Linked DNA regions of Mus musculus: region 2 is linked to region 1. A link is a contact called in public Hi-C data. All regions are on one chromosome and are shown on one strand. The core of a region is the stretch at or near the end of the contact, and the rest is flanking DNA. Distances in the headings are between cores, read along the strand shown. Region 1 overlaps Grb14 (growth factor receptor bound protein 14). Region 2 overlaps Cobll1 (Cobl-like 1).

Evidence for each region. Hi-C and Micro-C count contacts between places; a contact is called where the count stands out from the background.
Region 2: a Hi-C map of liver shows a contact between it and region 1, with 3 times the contacts expected there. The contact joins two enhancer-like sites. A contact is called at or near these places in 18 of 484 Hi-C or Micro-C datasets (B cells, the N1E-115 cell line, cortical glia and 9 more) and 4 of 115 datasets of contacts at active chromatin or transcription factors (astrocytes, bone marrow-derived dendritic cells, hepatocytes and 1 more).

What each region holds. Positions count from the first base shown.
Region 1 is chr2:65,006,149-65,008,850 of GRCm38.p6, reverse strand. The region is part of intron 2 of Grb14 (growth factor receptor bound protein 14); the gene reads left to right. Among named protein-coding and RNA genes, the nearest start is that of Grb14, 15 kb to the left of the region's middle. Within about 2 kb of position 1,345, at least 30 of the 459 cell types and tissues checked have an H3K27ac peak or open chromatin away from gene starts, as enhancers often do. A contact at or near this core is called in hepatocytes and liver, where this site is marked.
Region 2 is chr2:65,118,029-65,120,730 of GRCm38.p6, reverse strand. All of the region lies in intron 6 of Cobll1 (Cobl-like 1), which reads left to right. Among named protein-coding and RNA genes, the nearest start is that of Grb14, 97 kb to the right of the region's middle. Within about 2 kb of position 1,395, at least 41 of the 459 cell types and tissues checked have an H3K27ac peak or open chromatin away from gene starts, as enhancers often do. A contact at or near this core is called in hepatocytes and liver, where this site is marked.

The DNA.
Region 1 (2,702 bases), core at 96-2,595:
ACACCTGATAATTAACTTAAGAATTAAAAAGGCTTTGGGTTACAGTTAGGAAGGTTTCTTTTGACATCATGTCCTTGTGTCTGTGGGAGTCAGCACATCACAGCGGGGAGTGCATGATGGAGCCGTGCCATCCACCTCTAGGTTGACATGAAGTTGCACAGAAAGGTGAAAGGCTCCTATGCTAGTATCCACTTCAAAGTCCTCAGCTCGTTCCCTCCTCCCAGTTCTCACCTCTCAAGGTTTCTGCTGCCACTTTTCAATGATGTCATGTGTTGGGGACCAAGATTTTAATCCACCAGCCTTTGGGAGACATTCAAGATCCAAACTGTTGTGTTTACTGAGCTTAATCTTTCTCCCTAGTACATATTATCACCCAGTTCTCTTTGTTCACATGTGTTTGCTCATTGCATTTACTCAGTAGAACAGAAGCTCAGTGAAGGCAGAGATTCTTTTGTAGTAATATTTTAAAGTTTACTTTATTTGTAATTATATGTGTATGTGTGTATGGAGGGCAGGTTACTCATGGAATACAAAAGAAAACATTGGATCCCTTGGAATTCGAATTACAGGTGGTAGGGAACTGCCCTAAGTGGGGGCTAAAATGTCAGCCATTTTACAAGGTCAGTGTGGTTTTAACCCCTTGTGTTAAATTTTCTTTACTCAGTTCCTAGAAGGTAAAAATATGTCTGGTTTGTAGCAGGCTCTCAAGAAATTTTGGCTTAATAAATAAATAATAAATAAGAATAAAGCAATGAGGAAGAAACAGAATTGTTGATTTCTTGATGCAAGTGAGAGTCTACCTGAGAGCCTACTGATAATCTAATATAAACGATTTAATTTACAAAGAAACTTAGAAACATTAAAGCTACTTCTTTTTCAGGGAAGGTTCTGCGATTGAAAGTTGTTGAAAGAGATCCTGGGCAGGATAAACATTTGAGTATTGTTTTAGCACTATAAGCATATTCTAAATTTGGATCACCCTTGCTCCCAGTGAGTCCTGTTCTTTGTCTCCTGGTCTCCTTGTCAGCATTTTCATCCTTCCCAGCACACATGTGCCAATTAAAAAGCTCATCTCCTCTTTGGGGCTGAGTCTGGTATGGTTTTTCAGCCAGCCCACATTCACAGTGGAAGATTACTTTCATTCTTGGGGAGGGTGACACGGGCATGAGAGGCTCAGTATTCAGATGAAAGGGCCACTTTGGTATTATTTAACTGTGTTTTGGCAAGACTCTGGTCAGTGTCTGGTTTCTCTTTGGAGCCATTTTGCATTATATTACAGTACTCTGACTGTGCTATGCCAAGGAAATTAAGATCAGCTGGAACACTCAGTTGGTCATTGGCTTGGACTCTTAGGGCACTGGGAACTTGATGACCTCATTTAGGCTGAACCTGCCTTTGTCCCCAAAGCATAAGGGCTCCTTTTACAAAACCACGTCTGCAACTTGGGAAAGATACGAGCAAGGTTCAGAGAAAAATGACTTAATAGTGGAAGATATTTGGGTCAACATTGAGTGTGGAGTGCAGAATACGTGCTGACAATTTAATTGAGAAAGATGAAGAGGAGGCACCAAATCCCTTCAACATGACCTTAGCCACCAAGTCCTGTGATCTTGGAGGATCATTTGAAGATTGGTTTGTAAGTGCGTGTGCATTTGTATATGAGATCAGATGTTGATTCTGGGTGTTTTCCTCAATCCTTCCTATCTTACTGCTTTTGAGATAGGATCTCTTATGGAGCCTAGAGCTTTCTGATTAAACCAGGTTAGGTGGCCATTGAGCCCCAGGAATCTTCCTGTCTCCAATGCTTGGATTTGAGGTGTGTGCTGCTGCTAGCTACAGCTTTTTTTATGTGGGTTCCTTGGAGTCAAACTCAGGTCCTGAAACTTTCCGCTCAGGCACTTAGCTAACTGAGCTGTCTCCTTAGCTCTGAAATGCATGGTTTAAAGAAAACTAAAAGAAAGAAATGTTTATGGTGCCAGCAACTGGTATGGGTTTTATGTTCTGTCAGTCTGAGAAAATTTGAGAGAACATCCTTCATTAGGACTTGTGAAGGGCCCTGTGTGCTCACGTGAGACACTTGAGGGAGGGTTGTCACATGAGAAAAAGCTGCATGGTAACCATGGAGAAGTCTTTGGTGATGATGCAGAGTTTTGAAGATGAGAAATCACTGTATAGCCCTGGCTGGCCTGAACTCACAGAGATCTGTTTGCTGTTTCCTCCCAAATGCTGGAATTAAAGGCATGCACTTACTACACATGGCCTGGATTATTAAATTCATTTTAATTAAAAATATGAAGAAGAAATTTTTTATTTGGGGATGTATTTGAGAAAACAACAGTTAACGTGGATTTTCAAGCACAAATTAAGTAGCTTAGTAATATTACTTTCTCTGAGATGCTAAGGGCTGTACAACTAGTCTCTCTTTCACGTTGGGGAGTTCTGGTAGAGACATTTGCAAAGTTCTTTGCTTCCAGTTCTATGAAGGGCCCGTACCTAACCTCCATCTCTTTCTTCCCATTTCTTTTCTGACCAAAGTTCTTCCTCCAGATTTTTGTTTTTTAATTTTATCAATACCTGTATCATTAGTATTGAGGCTATTGGGTTTTGTTGCATTAGAAACATTGTTTTTGCCTTATGTTTACATTGACAGTAAAATGGCTCTCAGTAAAGTGAGAGTCACTCATAGCACCTTAGTGGTATAC
Region 2 (2,702 bases), core at 146-2,645, 110 kb before region 1:
GTCAACAAAATGACATCGACAGCTTTGGGGAATAAGACTAAGTATAGAAATCTGAGTCCTAGAACCATTTACTGTCTGTTGAGGACACCTGTAGCAAAATCAGTCGGCAGAGGACTGCCTTGTTTCCATCAGTTGGTCTCTTAAACTTATGTTTCAAGTGGAAGTGGAAGAGTTTAAAAGAAATTGTTGGAAATCTCCACCTGTAGAATTCCCAAAACCTTTGGAGACTTTTTGACTCCCACCTTTAGTGTGGCTTTACTGCTTCAAGTCCTCTGCATTCAACAGTAAATAACTGTCCCCAGCCACTGGCATGGTGTGTAACCTCCTTGGGGTAGGTTTGTGGCTGGAAGCACAGTAAAGGGATAACCTCTACTGAGCATTTCATTTGGTCTCAATGTGTGTGCTGCCACAGACAACATTCGAATATTGGGAAACCAAGACTTCCTGCCATCTGATATTATGCAAGTGAAACTTAATACCCAGAGTATTCGTTTTTCAGTGGCTGACTCAATTTTTTAGGAATGCTTTGCATGCCTCTTTTACACAGTTTTATCTTTATTTTTTTTCCCTACTTAATTTGGTTTAGAAGCAGATGATATGCCCATGAAGCAAGTAAACATCTGTTTTTTATTTTACTTGGTGAATTTTTCCAGTTATTTTATGCAGACCAATTAAGGTTGTACTCCCTGTTGTAATAGATTATGTATTTGTACTCGTTAAGAAATATTTCTCTTCCTGCTTTTTTTTTAATTTGGGCTATCATGTAACACTTTATTTTCTCTCCTGCTCGCGTCTTGTATTTATTGTATGGAAAGTGGACCCCACACGGAGTTCAACAGTTGCCTAGGAACTGTGGTTACCATGACAGTTGCAGCTTGATATATGAGTACATCTGGCTCTACTTCCAAAGCTATGAGTGGATTAATGCATCTGAAAAAATCTACCAGCACAGTATATTCTTTCCTTTTTCCCATGCATAATGTGCATCATTTCTTTGTAACTTTTCTAAGGTTTGTTAAGGAGTCATGGCCACGAAAAGCGAGGCAGCGGCGCCTGCTTATGTGTTTAGTTTTCCTATTCCAGGCCAACTTCTACAGAGAACACTCCATTAATCTACACTCAAGCCCTCTGTTGGCACTTTCAGGTGTGCTTCAAACCTAAAAGTAAAGGGACCTGCTAATTATATTTTAACCTCTAAAGAAGAAAAATCTTCAAAGAACAAGAGCTCTTGACCATTTGTAAATTGAATACACGTTTCTCTTCCTTGTCTATCAGTAAGCAAAAGGCTGCCTGTGCCTTAAGCTTTACACTAGGTCACAGCAGAACACTGAAGTCAGAAGTCCAAGGCTTACATAGCCTCTGGCCTACATTGGTGTTGAAGGCTGCATGAGTAGGTGTGCCCTTCTCTACTCAGCAGCATGCAGTAACAGTAGCCAGGTCAGAGGAAGCATGGCCGTGGTATGAGTGTGTAGGGAGGGATAAAGCTTTCTTGATAGCTTTGGCTTTCTCTCTGGGCTGAACTGAAATGCCCTCCTCCCCCAGTGTATTACTTTGGCTGTCATTTGACTTTGGCATGGGTTCTAAGTTCAGCTCATCTGTAAGGTGTTCTCCTCACCTGTGCCTAGAAACATGTCAGTCCAGTTTGTTCGGATTACAGGGAACCACGATCTTCACCATGTATTCTCGTTTACTTTGGATCGATCCTAGGTTCTACTTTCTTCTTGTTCGTAGAAGATGTACGGCTGAGCTCAGTTCTCATCTTTGGGCTTAAAAATGTTAAAACCAAGATTGTCACTAGCAAGCCACGATTATATAAATAGAGCTCAGTGAGTGAGGGGAGGGTGGGACTGACGGAAACACTGATGTGTCTGAAGAAGAAGAATGTACATGTCTGTCAAAGGCATAAATAGCATAGGCTTAAAAATTTGTCTTTTTTTTTCTTTGCACAAAAAAAGGGCCAGTGTGCATGTAAATGGAAACTGCTCAACCTCTGTGTGTCTTGTGTCACCTTGGGCTCTCCTAGATACTCTGTGGTGTTTTTACTCTCTGCTGTAGTCTTTCCATCAACTTTCCACACTAAATGAACTTGTCCATTGCTGTGTTCTTTTTCTCTGAGGAATAAAATTTTCTAACTAAATTTCCCAGAATCTTCAAGTTCTTATATTGCAAAACTATGTACGGCTGGCTTCTACCTAATAAAAAAAAGTTCTGTAGTCTGGACCTTTGGTTGGTGGTAACCAGGTCACAACAGCTACTCCTATTGAATGACTCCTGAGACCCAATGTATGATAGCAACATTGAAGACTTAACACCTGGCATCTTTCTGTGTGCACTTATTGCAACACAGGAATCCACACAAGCACCTTGTGGTGCAACAAAGAAATGGAAGGCTTAGAGTGTGAGAAAAATGTGTTCATTTGCTGAGCTTATTAACTAGAGGATATAAATGTCACTGTTAACTAATAATGAATTTTGCACAAGATATGTTTGATACAAATCTTGTGACCAACACAGCCACGTGGAATTCCTTGGAGGGCCTTAACTTTAATTAGGAACAAAAAGTCACAAGCTAATGGTGTTGATGCCACATGGAACACCTTCTGGATGATCTAGCTCTAATCTTATTGGCTTCTACCGTAGTACTTATTTCAGAAGAATGATAGGAGTGGTGTTAAAATTGGCAGAGGAGATGACTGCTCACA